Linked DNA regions of Cricetulus griseus: region 1 is linked to region 2. The links are chromatin contacts, called in public Hi-C maps. All regions are on one chromosome and are shown on one strand. The core of a region is the stretch at or near the end of the contact, and the rest is flanking DNA. Distances in the headings are between cores, read along the strand shown. Region 1 overlaps Rin2 (ras and Rab interactor 2). Region 2 overlaps Rin2 (ras and Rab interactor 2).

What was found. A called contact is a pair of places that touch in the nucleus more often than the background predicts.
Region 1: a Hi-C map of the CHO-K1 cell line shows a contact between it and region 2, with 5 times the contacts expected there. The contact joins two enhancer-like sites. A contact is called at or near these places in 6 of 8 Hi-C or Micro-C datasets (the CHK-Q cell line, the CHL-YN cell line, the CHO-K1 cell line and 2 more).

Annotation. Positions count from the first base shown.
Region 1 is chr6:33,307,247-33,312,498 of CriGri-PICRH-1.0, reverse strand. The region is part of intron 1 of Rin2 (ras and Rab interactor 2); the gene reads left to right. Among named protein-coding and RNA genes, the nearest start is that of Rin2, 28 kb to the left of the region's middle. Within about 2 kb of position 2,723, at least 2 of the 6 cell types and tissues checked have open chromatin away from gene starts, as enhancers often do. A contact at or near this core is called in the CHO-K1 cell line, where this site is marked.
Region 2 is chr6:33,221,072-33,226,492 of CriGri-PICRH-1.0, reverse strand. All of the region lies in intron 3 of Rin2 (ras and Rab interactor 2), which reads left to right. Among named protein-coding and RNA genes, the nearest start is that of Naa20, 110 kb to the right of the region's middle. Within about 2 kb of position 2,647, at least 2 of the 6 cell types and tissues checked have open chromatin away from gene starts, as enhancers often do. A contact at or near this core is called in the CHO-K1 cell line, where this site is marked.

The sequences.
Region 1 (5,252 bases), core at 1,474-3,973, 86 kb before region 2:
CCATTGTTCATTTTGTCACATCAGAACACAACAAATGGCATTAGAGTTGTAACTGACAAACATCTTCCATATTTAGCAGGGTTTCCAATAATGTGATTTTTCTCAAACTAAATCCGTCACCTTTCAATTCATTCAATATGCATTTCCAAAGAAGACACCATACTCAAGCGCCTGTCACAGACTGCAGAGTCACTTTCCTCACCCCCACCTGAGTAGCTTTCAGTCCTGATGATTGCATGCAGAGGTTCTCCACCAGGCCTTCCCTGAGCCCCCAGGTTTTTGGGCTTCACACTCATTTTGTTCTTGCGTTGTTTGGATGGGCTCTCAGTCTGGTGTCTGTCTTTCTGTCTCTGACCTTAAGGATTCCAGTCCAAGTAAGGTTCTGGGCGGCTAGAGGCAAGGGCCCAAATGGAGAGCTGTCAGCTGTCTTCATCCGAGTTCGCTCTAGAAGCAAACCTAAACAAGGATGGTTGGAAGTAGTTTACTTGGGATGGTCAGAAGTAGTTTACTTGGAATGTTCTCCAGAAACCCTTAGGGGATACATATGTGAGAAGGGAGGGAAGCTGTGGCATGAAGTATATTGAGCATCACATGAACCACATTCTCATTTGAGGTCTTCATTGGCCATCCCCCTCAGTCTTAGGATGAAGGCTATTGGGGACCGGTTCTTCAGGTCTACTGGAAGAGCCAGAGATGCTCTCGAGCCAAACAGTGCAGATGCTGGTGGTGTGAAGTGGAGTCAGGTGGGTTGGTGCTAGAGCTAAAGCCCAGTCGAATCTACATCGTTTTCTCCAGGGTCGAGGCTCCAGGTTAATACAGTGACATGCTATCCTGTGTCTGAACCATATGACCCTAGACAGCCATGCTCAAAGTCTACAAATGTCTCCTTATCCAAAGAGAGTTTGAAAGCCAGATGTGGTGCTCCTGGTGACTCCTGCAACCTTTGATTTCATTCCAGAAATAAGATGCCACCAAGAGCATGCCATGTTTGGGACAAGAGGGTTCTCTGTCTTGCCAATGGCTGATGAGATAAATGGATTTGGGTTTTCAATATGGTTCAGTGGTCAGAATGGAATTTAAACAATTTATACACATGAATGGGTGTTATTATAAAAAGCTACTTATTTAGAACATTATATATATTCTTGCACAGTTGACTCTCCATACTGGCTGGTTTTGCTTGGATCCAAGAATTTGAATAACTCCAGATAGAAAACATTTGATGGTAGAGACATAGCTCAGTAGTTAAGAGCACTAGCTGCTCTCAAAGAGGGCTGGGATTTGATTCTCAGTATCCACATGGCAGTTTACAGCAATCTGTAACTCCAGTTCTAGGAGATCTAACACCTTCTTCTGGCCTCCGTAGGGTTTGCACAGACATACAAGCATACATAAAATAATAAAAAAATTAGCCAGGCATTGGTGGTTGCACACCTTTAATCTCAGCACTTGGGAGGTAGAGGCAGGTGGATCCTTGTGAGTTGGAGGCCAGCCTGATCTACAGAGCGAGTTCCAGGACAGGCTCCAATGAAATACAGAGAAACCCTGTCTTGAAAAGAAACAAAAAAAATTTAATATTTGAGGAAAATAGGTCTGTATTTATTTAATGTGCACAAACACCTCATTATCTCACAAATAGCAACTGGTTGTTGTTGTTGTTGTTGTTGTTGTTGTTGTTGTATTTGAATTGGTTATGCCATCTAGAGGTGATGTATCTTATGCAGGAGGATGTGCACAGATTATATGCTGGGTACCATTTATGGAAGAGTCTTGAAAATGTGAGTTTGGTAACTTGTGAGGTCCTGGAACCTGCCCTTCTATGGATACTGAACTAAGACATGCCTGTGTATGAAAAGCAAGTAGGAAGGGGAAAGGGTCACGATCCCCTGAACAAATTGAGAGCATGGGAAGAGGGGGAGGGGAGCTACGAGAATGAGAAGGGAAGAGGAGGAAGGATGAAGAGGTCATGAGGGAGCAGAAAGGTTGAGTCAGGTATAGATTAGAAGAAAGGATATGTGATAGGTAGGGTTTTAGTTGGGGGGTGGTAGGGGAGGAAGGGAGGTAGAAGGGAACTGGGATAGTCATGTAATTCAATCTTGTTTGTAATTCAAATAAAAAACGGCAAAAACTCAAAAAATGAATAAATAAAGTAAAAAAAAAATCATGAAAGCATGCAACACCACTGTCCATGATAAAAAAAAAGAAAAAAGAAAAAAAACGAAAAGAAAAAAGAAAAGCAAGTAGGTTTGGGGAAATGATATTCTTAAATGCAGTAAATAGGTTTTTATTATTATTATTATTATTATTATTATTATTATTATTGTTATTATTGTTATTATTATTATTATATACAAAACTCTGAGTTGCAATAGAAGTATGGCCTTTGCCTAGATCCAGATCTCTTCTTAAAACTTATTTTAAGAATTACCCTATTCTAGAAAGAGAACAAATGCAGTAATCATGCCTGAGATTGCTAAGAAACAGAATTCTACAAACTTCAGGTTCCCTGCAAGAGGTAAACACAGTGGTCTTGAGGAAGGGGTCTCTGGGAGAGATGGAGGGTGCCTCTGGAGACTTCATGATGTTGAGAAAGTCAACAAAAGAAATAAAATTGAGGATCTTACAGAAAGCAAAGGCAATCAATCATAGCAGAGGCCAACCCTGAGAGCAGACCCAGCCAATAAAGAAATGACATGATTTTAACACTAGAGGTCGTATTTGAATCAGGAAACCCACTCAGCCACCCAAGTACTGCCCTTGCTTGCACTCGCTCTAACTACTGGTCTAGAAAAGGACACAGGGTGCAAACCCAGAAAATAGAGAGGATTCAAGCAGAGCTACAGCCTGAAGAAAAAGGAGTTTGAGAGTCAAAGCATTTCCCATCATAAATATCACAAATGTTCTCATAGCATCTTAGGCATGTACTCACACACACACACACACACACACACACACAATCAGTCAATCAATCTTTTTTTTTTTTTTTTTAAAGTGAGGGTGGAGAGATGACTCAGTGATTAAATGCTCTTCTAGAGGATCCAGGTTTGATTCCCAGAACCCAAAGAGCAGTCCACAAGGTCCTCTTCATGCACATAGTACACAGACATACATGCAGGCAAAACACTCATTCCCATAAATAACGATGGTGATGATGATAATAATCATAATATAATAGATTTAAAAGGAAAAGAAAAATGAGAATGCTTATAGTGTTTTTGCATGTGTTGCTTTGTGATCGTTGTTAACTTTAGACTATGAGGAAGGTAGTATTCTTCCAACAAAGTTAAGAAACAGCAGCACTCATTCAGCCTCTGTGTTCTCTTGGACACTGTACCATCAAGATGAAAAGTCTTTTCCATTCTCCTCAAACCTGTGTGTGGCTTCGTGTCTCACTTGTACCTACTAGAATGGGGCAGAAATTTTGCCACATTCTTTCTGAGGATAAATTGGAAAGGAAAAGATAACAGGGTGTCCATTTTGCTTTCCTAGATCTGTGAGCTGCATCAGCTAAGCAGATAGACTGTTCTGAGACTACATGCTATAAGGAAGCCTAAATTAGCCAGAGAGACCAATGACAAAGCCCTGAACCACAGGGAGACATGACCTACTCCTACAGGCCAGCTGCCTGACCACACCTCCTCCCATCCCCCAGCCTCACATCCCAGCTCCATCTACCATCTGGCCACAACCTCATGTGATACTCTCAGCCAGAACTGCTCTGCCAAATTCTTCTGGAATTCCAGACCCCCGGAAACCATGGCAATAAGAAAATGAGTATTGTTTGAAGCCACCGAGTCTTATGGTCTTATTACACAACAATGAATAATTAGGATGAATATATTCTTAAGTAATAACAGTGAGTTCCAGAGAAAAACAGCAGCTTGCTTAACAACATTTTATGTTAGTTGTTGTTGTTTTGGACACTTTTCGAAGAAGCTGAGAGAGTAGGGAACGTGTTTTTGAGAAGAATTATGTCCCTCTTAGACTCATCTCATAAATTAACCTTTCCCATCGAGCAGAATTGAGATATTTTTAGATGCCTTCCTTTTCCTTTTGTCTTTCTGTTTTGTAGCTGTGAGGCTGTAACTCTCCATTGCTTTTGGCAAGAGCTGTGGAGTAGATTGTTTGTTAGAACTATCTACTTTGCCCACTGATGGAACAAAGCTGAAAAGATGCTGGGTTCATAGTACATTGCACTGACGTATGGTTTTGTTTTTCCCAGACTGGATGTGAGATTCATGTGTGATTATATCTGTGAACATAATTTGGTGGCATATAGGAGAATATAGTGGAAGCCCCCAGGAAGGCAGAGCCCACCAATTGCCCGGGGAGGGGAGGACCACAATTGAGAACATCTTTTGACTCCATAGCTATCAGGAATGAGCCACTTCTTAGCTACTCTGTCTTCAAATTCATCTGCATTAAACTTGGTGAAGCCCCACTTCTTTGAGATGTGGAGCTCCTTCCTGGTGGCAAGGGGAATTGAACTCGGTTCTAGGCAGGACCTTAATCACATGTTCTTTATTCTGCAGCTTGGTGTATCAGATGGACCTGATGACCTAGTGGGTTCGAACCCTGGTCACTGTGTGCTAGGGCTTCCCAAAGGCACTATACATGCCTATCTAGAGTCTAGTCTGGGGGCAGCATTGAGATTAGGGGTATGAGGAGCTGCTAGGAAATTGTCTTGAAGGTCCCTTAGGAGAACAGGCTGTATACGTGCCCAACAAGGCTGCTGTTTGCCACCAGTGCACACTAGGTCTCCATGGGATGTTTTGTTTTTTAAGTTAGTATTAAAACTGAAAGGGAAATTTTACTTTAGTTGTCTGAAGCAAGAGAGAAAATTATAAGGGATTCATGAAATCTCATGGAAAATAATCACCAATTTTTAAAAACAGAGTTATAGGAATTAAGACCCACTCTGCTCTCAAGGGTTTCTGATGAAGGCCAGCATTGTGTTGCTCCCAGAAACAAAACATATCCAATAGCTTAGGCCATAATAAAGAGAAGTAACTTCATATTGAGTATTAGAGTAAGATTTCACTCTTCGTAGTATGGAGTCCAATGCTATGGAGTTAGAGTGTTTTCATTTCTCTTCCTGTTGCTGTGATAAAATGCCTGAAAAAAAGCAACTTCAGGGAATAAGGGTTTCCTCTGACTCACAGTTCAAGGGTGTAGTCCATCATGGTGTGAAGTCAAGGCAGCAGAACTTGAAGTAATTTGTCATGGCACATCCACCATCAGAAGGCAGAGAG
Region 2 (5,421 bases), core at 1,398-3,897:
CGACTGGGGCAGAGATGCCACACTGTAGATGGGACCCTGGAGGGACTCTGTCCCGGTGAACTGTTCCGGTGCTTTCAGCTGGGGAATTTTAGAATGAGAGCTGGACTTTGCTTTCCAGAAAATTAATGGTGTGAGACCAGTGTATTCGCCCGACTGAGTCATTAAAGTGCAGAAGAAAAAGAAAACCTGGACCTCACCATAGACTGATTAAATATTAGTTCTGGTGTGTTTTTCCAAACACTCAAAGGTTTCTTATGGTGGGGCAGCGGTAAGACAAGATTCAAGCTGTACAACTTTTCTGTATCGTGTGGGCATTGCTGGGGCTAAAGTAACTTTCTGGCTAAATGAGGGAAGTTTTTAAAAGGTATTTTATATAGAGTTCCTGTGTTTAAGATTAGTCATTTCTAACATTTATTTGCAAATTAGTTTCCCTTTTGTGACTTTTTGACTTGTTCTTATTGACACTTGAGAACTTTAGAACTACTAAACATAAGCACTTTTCCCTCAGTAATAAAGCAATAAAGTTTCTTTGGTGTTCCTCCTCTGGGGACAAGGGCCATTGTTTGGAACACCTGGCTGTAATACATTTCAAGTGTGCATTTTAAATTCCTTATTCTATTTTTTTTTTAGGGTGGGGGGCATGATTCAGAATTTTGCAAAAATAAATTTGCATTTATTTGAGGGTGCAAGTAAGGCTGCATTTGCTCTTATCTGTATTCCCTGTTTCCAAAGAGATTGTGACTGATGCCATGTTGAATGTCAACTATAGAAAATCTACCAAAAGCCTTGTTGATAGAGCAAAGCTGAGTTTATTACCACCAGGACGATAGTCCTATTGGTGTCTAGGCCACAGGCCACAGGAAGGTGTATTGATAGGCTTTGGATGTCAAGTCCCATGTCCTTTAAGCCACCACTTTCAAGACATAACATGACAGGATTTTAGCAAAGCTTGGTAGGTAGCATCTCTGGGCTGATGGACAGACGTTCCTGAGGGAAGTCTTGTTGAGTAAATCATTGAAAAGCAAGCTGTTTTCCCAAGTGAACAAATTGTCGGGATTTCCTGCAGTAAATAGAAAAGCTATTTATTGGTTTATAGCCTTGACTATGTGGGCAAGAAGAAAGAAGAATTAAGTTGTATTGACACAAATGACCTCCGTTCAGTGCAGATAGTTAAGCTGTGTCCTCATAAGCAATCTCAATTCTCAATAAGTTTACTCAGCTTTCATCAGACCTGTGTAACTTCTCCCCACATGAGACAGATGGGAGGAGGTGAGAGTCCTTTGGTCTCTTGGGGACCTGGAGCTGAACCCCAGGGCCCTAGATTGTGTCTTACACTGAGATATGCTTGCAAAGACAACATCTCAAGCCCTGCTTCATCCCAAAGCATTGCCTAACTTAGCCTAAATATTGGCTAGTCCTTAATTACCACCTTAGGATGTACAGCGAGCCCTGTGGAATCATAGCTTACATAGTAGTTAGACTTCAAAGTCAAGGCGAAAGAAGAAAATAGAGTGAGGTCAAAACTGTGTTTGAAAATTTCTGAGGAGATGTCCTGTTGAAACCAATGAACTGTCCATCTGAAAGTTGGTTTTGGTCAGTTGTTTGTTTGCTTGTTCCCAGCCCTGGGAAAGTGGTGGTTTTCATTTTTAATTTTCAGTAGACCAGCAGGCACAGTAATTGACTTGTAATACTGTCTGATGTTATATGAAGGAATCACCAGGGAAGAGATGGAAGCTAGTTAAGCAATCATGAGTCCTGTTTCTTGACCTCTCCAGGGTCAGACCCATTGGGATATTCTGGCAAAGATGTCTGAACCATTTATTATTATCTATAGTTTTGACAGAGCTTAAATTATATACTTGAAGTTAGATGTTCATGTAAATGGCAGTCACTTTTATTAGGGTTTTTTTTTTTCCCATCCCGTATGTTGACACACATTGTTGATCTGTGTTCTTCACCATCATTAGGCATAGAGTTATCCACAAGGATAAAGTAATACGATTTGAACATTTATTAATAACAAGCTGAAATCCAGTGGCCCATACGATATGCCCTTCTGCACATCCTAGGACTCGTGGGCTCATCCATTATGCCTCATGTTTATTGAGAGCCATGTCTTTTAAGCACCTGTGACTCCACCAAGCTCTAACCCAGGCCAGCTGGAGAAAAACCAAAAGCCACTCCTGACCTCATGGAACTGTTAGTCTGGTGGCAAAGAAGGGTAACTACCAAAATCAGCACACAGTATTATCAGTCATGAAGAGGACAGTCCCTGGGATAAGAAGTAATGGGGCCTCTGAGAATAGGCAACCTACCCTGTGGTTCCAGAGAAATCTCTATTAAGGAAGTGGACATTCACTTTACAGCTGAGACTGGAAGGTAGGAGTGGAGCTAAGTTTCAAATGACGCTTATGCAGTGGTAAAGCACTTCTCCACAGACATCGTAAAGGAGGAGGGTTCTTGGTTCTGATCTGAATTCCCATTAGGCTTATCATCCTTCATGGCTATTAATGCTCTGTGGTTTCGTGCAGAGCTCATTGAAAGAACTCAGCCACCTCATCTTCATCACAGCTCTCCCTACCCAGTGTGTGCTCTAACCAGAGCTACCAACCACAAGTGTCAAGCTTTGATTTGTGGTTTCTCATGTGTCCTGGCTTGGGGGAGCAACTTAGGTTAGAGAACACAAGGCATGTGGAAAAGGCCCAGATGGTATGACGATCCTGGAATAACTGTGGTCATTGTTCCTGTAGGGTCACATCCTGAAAGCCACATAAATCCTGTGCTGGACACGCATGTTTTCCAGTTGTTCACAGCACCATGATTAATTTTCCTTAGCCACCTGTGACAGCCGCTGTCTTCCTGCTCTATAAGGTCATTGTGTAAACATGGGGATTTGGAGAGACATGGAGCCCTAGATAGAGTAACCAGGTATCTGTAGCTAGGTAATAGGTCTGTACACTGGCTACAACCAGATTTGAAGGGAGAATTGGATGGAAGAGTGTATATTAGATGACAGAGTTATGCAAGAAAGTCTCCCAGGCTGAAGACATTCCAGGTGGATCTGATTTAGGAATGTGGATGCTTAGTCATCATGATCCCTTCTTTTTCCGAATCTCACAGCTTCCTCCAAGCTCCCCTACCCAATTCAGGGACCCAGTACTGACAAATCTTTTACAGGTCCCCCAAGTCTATAACCTTCTTCCATAACATCTGCCATCTGCTTAGGACCTCATTCTTTCATGAGTAGACATCATGGATGATGCTCACCATCCAGCTACTCTACCATCAAATTGATCTAAGTTACCTGCTTCAGATCAAGTCAGCAGGCTTTACCTTCACATTCTAGGAACATCAGGTTGTATCTGCTTTTCCCTCAACTCTCTATCACCTGTTCTGATGCAGCAGCATGCGTCTGACACAAAACCTTTGACTGCCAGCCTCCAAGGTTTTCCCTCATACCACCTGTGCTTCTGAGCTATCTTTCCAGGCTGGGTAGACCCACCTTACCCACTGGTCACAGAGCTCACACAGGCTGAGTGAGTGATCTGTCTTCACTTTTATCGGAGATAAAAATCAAAGTAGAAATGGTGTGAGTGTGTGTGTGTGTGTGTGTGTGTGTGTGTGTGTGTGTGTGTGTGAAGTGTAAGTGTGTGTGAAGGGGCTGGGTTGGGGAGCTTGGGAGAAGGCTTGGTTGATAAAGCACTTGCCTCACAAGTATTGGTTCAATCCCCAGAACCCAGATAAAAAGCTGGGTGCACTTTATACACTTATAATTCCAGGGATGGCAAGATGGGAGGCATAGACAGGTAGGTCCCTGGAGTTCATGGCCAGATAGCATCCTATTTGAAAAAGTTCAAGACCAATGAGAGATCCTGCCTTGAAACAAAAAAAAGGAAAGGCACCTAAGGAACAACATCCAAGACTGGCTGTCCCCTGATCTCCAATTTCACCACACACACACACACACACACACACACACACACACACACACACACACACAAACCTGTGTGCACACATAGAAATGGTATAAAAGAAAGGTATAGCTGTGGTTCCAATATAATTCCAGAATTTAAACTTCCATCCACAATTTCAGTTCCATCAGAAGTTTTTCCTGTTCTTTTGTCATTATGACTCATCTCCTAAGAGGAAGTTCTTCACTCACATAGTGAAGAATGATGCCAGAAGGTGACCAGCACACACCACCCACGTGTATAGGAATGCCTTTGAGCTTCCTTGGCTGGCCTACCCTCCTCGCCTGCCAGAACTTGTATGTAGAGTCCCCCAATACTAAGTGTAAGGGACAAGGTGAAAGTTAATCTTAATTAAGCAGGAGGAAAATGTGTTTGGATCACGACCCTGCTCACCTTTGCCTCCCAAGCCTTTTGGACATCCCAGAACCCATCACAAACCAGCTGAGAACCACAGAAAGTATGGCACATTTAGACTTACCTAGCATGTGTAAGACCCTAAGTCCCATCTCACCCTCAGCTGGGTTCATTTGAGGACCCTGATCACTCCAGAGACTCCATTTCAGAGATCCTTCTGTGTGCTTGGTTTGCAGAGGTTAGACCAGGTGCTGAGCTGTGCTTGCCTGTTAGAGATGGAAAACCTGCAGCTACCTGTCATAGAAACCACAGTGGAGCTTTCTTTTCTGGCTTGATAAAGGATGGGGTGGTTTGGCTGAAATCTGGCTCTGCTGAGTGGGTGATTGATTCTCTTCATCTCAACTGAGTCCCCTTGACTGTCAGTCTTTCCTGGACACCTGAAATGCTATTCCGTCTTCAAGAACCCTATCTGCAGAACAAACCCTTAGTCATCCAGAACTGCACCAGTCTCACTGCAGCTTGGACCTCAGTGACTCTCTCTACATTTGAGTTCTCAGAATTGCCTTTGTCTAGCAGTTCATTTCTCCACATGCACAACCAAAGACAATTCACTGTTGCATAGTCATGGAAAGATATGACAGAGGAATGGAAAATGACAGGTAGAAATGCAAACCCATTGTAACCAAAATTGGATGCAGCAGATCCTCTTGTGGATGTGTGGCTGATTTAAAGCCATAGAGGAGAGTGTTAGTGTTCCTTCGACCTCCCTGCATGTCCGCTAGAATGTGACTAGGTTGTATCATCTTCCAGTGTCCATAAAGCTCACTCATATGGTCTATCACCAAATACACCAAAATACCTTGTAGTAGAAACAATGGTGATTAGAAATTTAGTCAGAGTAACAGTTTAGTTGTGATATTGCAAAGCTTTGGTATTTGGCTTCTGATTTCCATAAATACATTTTTTCACAGACTTTCTACAGTGATAGAAAGACTATAGAAATCATTGCCCCATGGAAACATATGCAAGCTACAGATGTAATTTAAGATTTTTCTGGAGCCACATGAAAAATGTTTGATTTTGTTGTGTTTTGTTT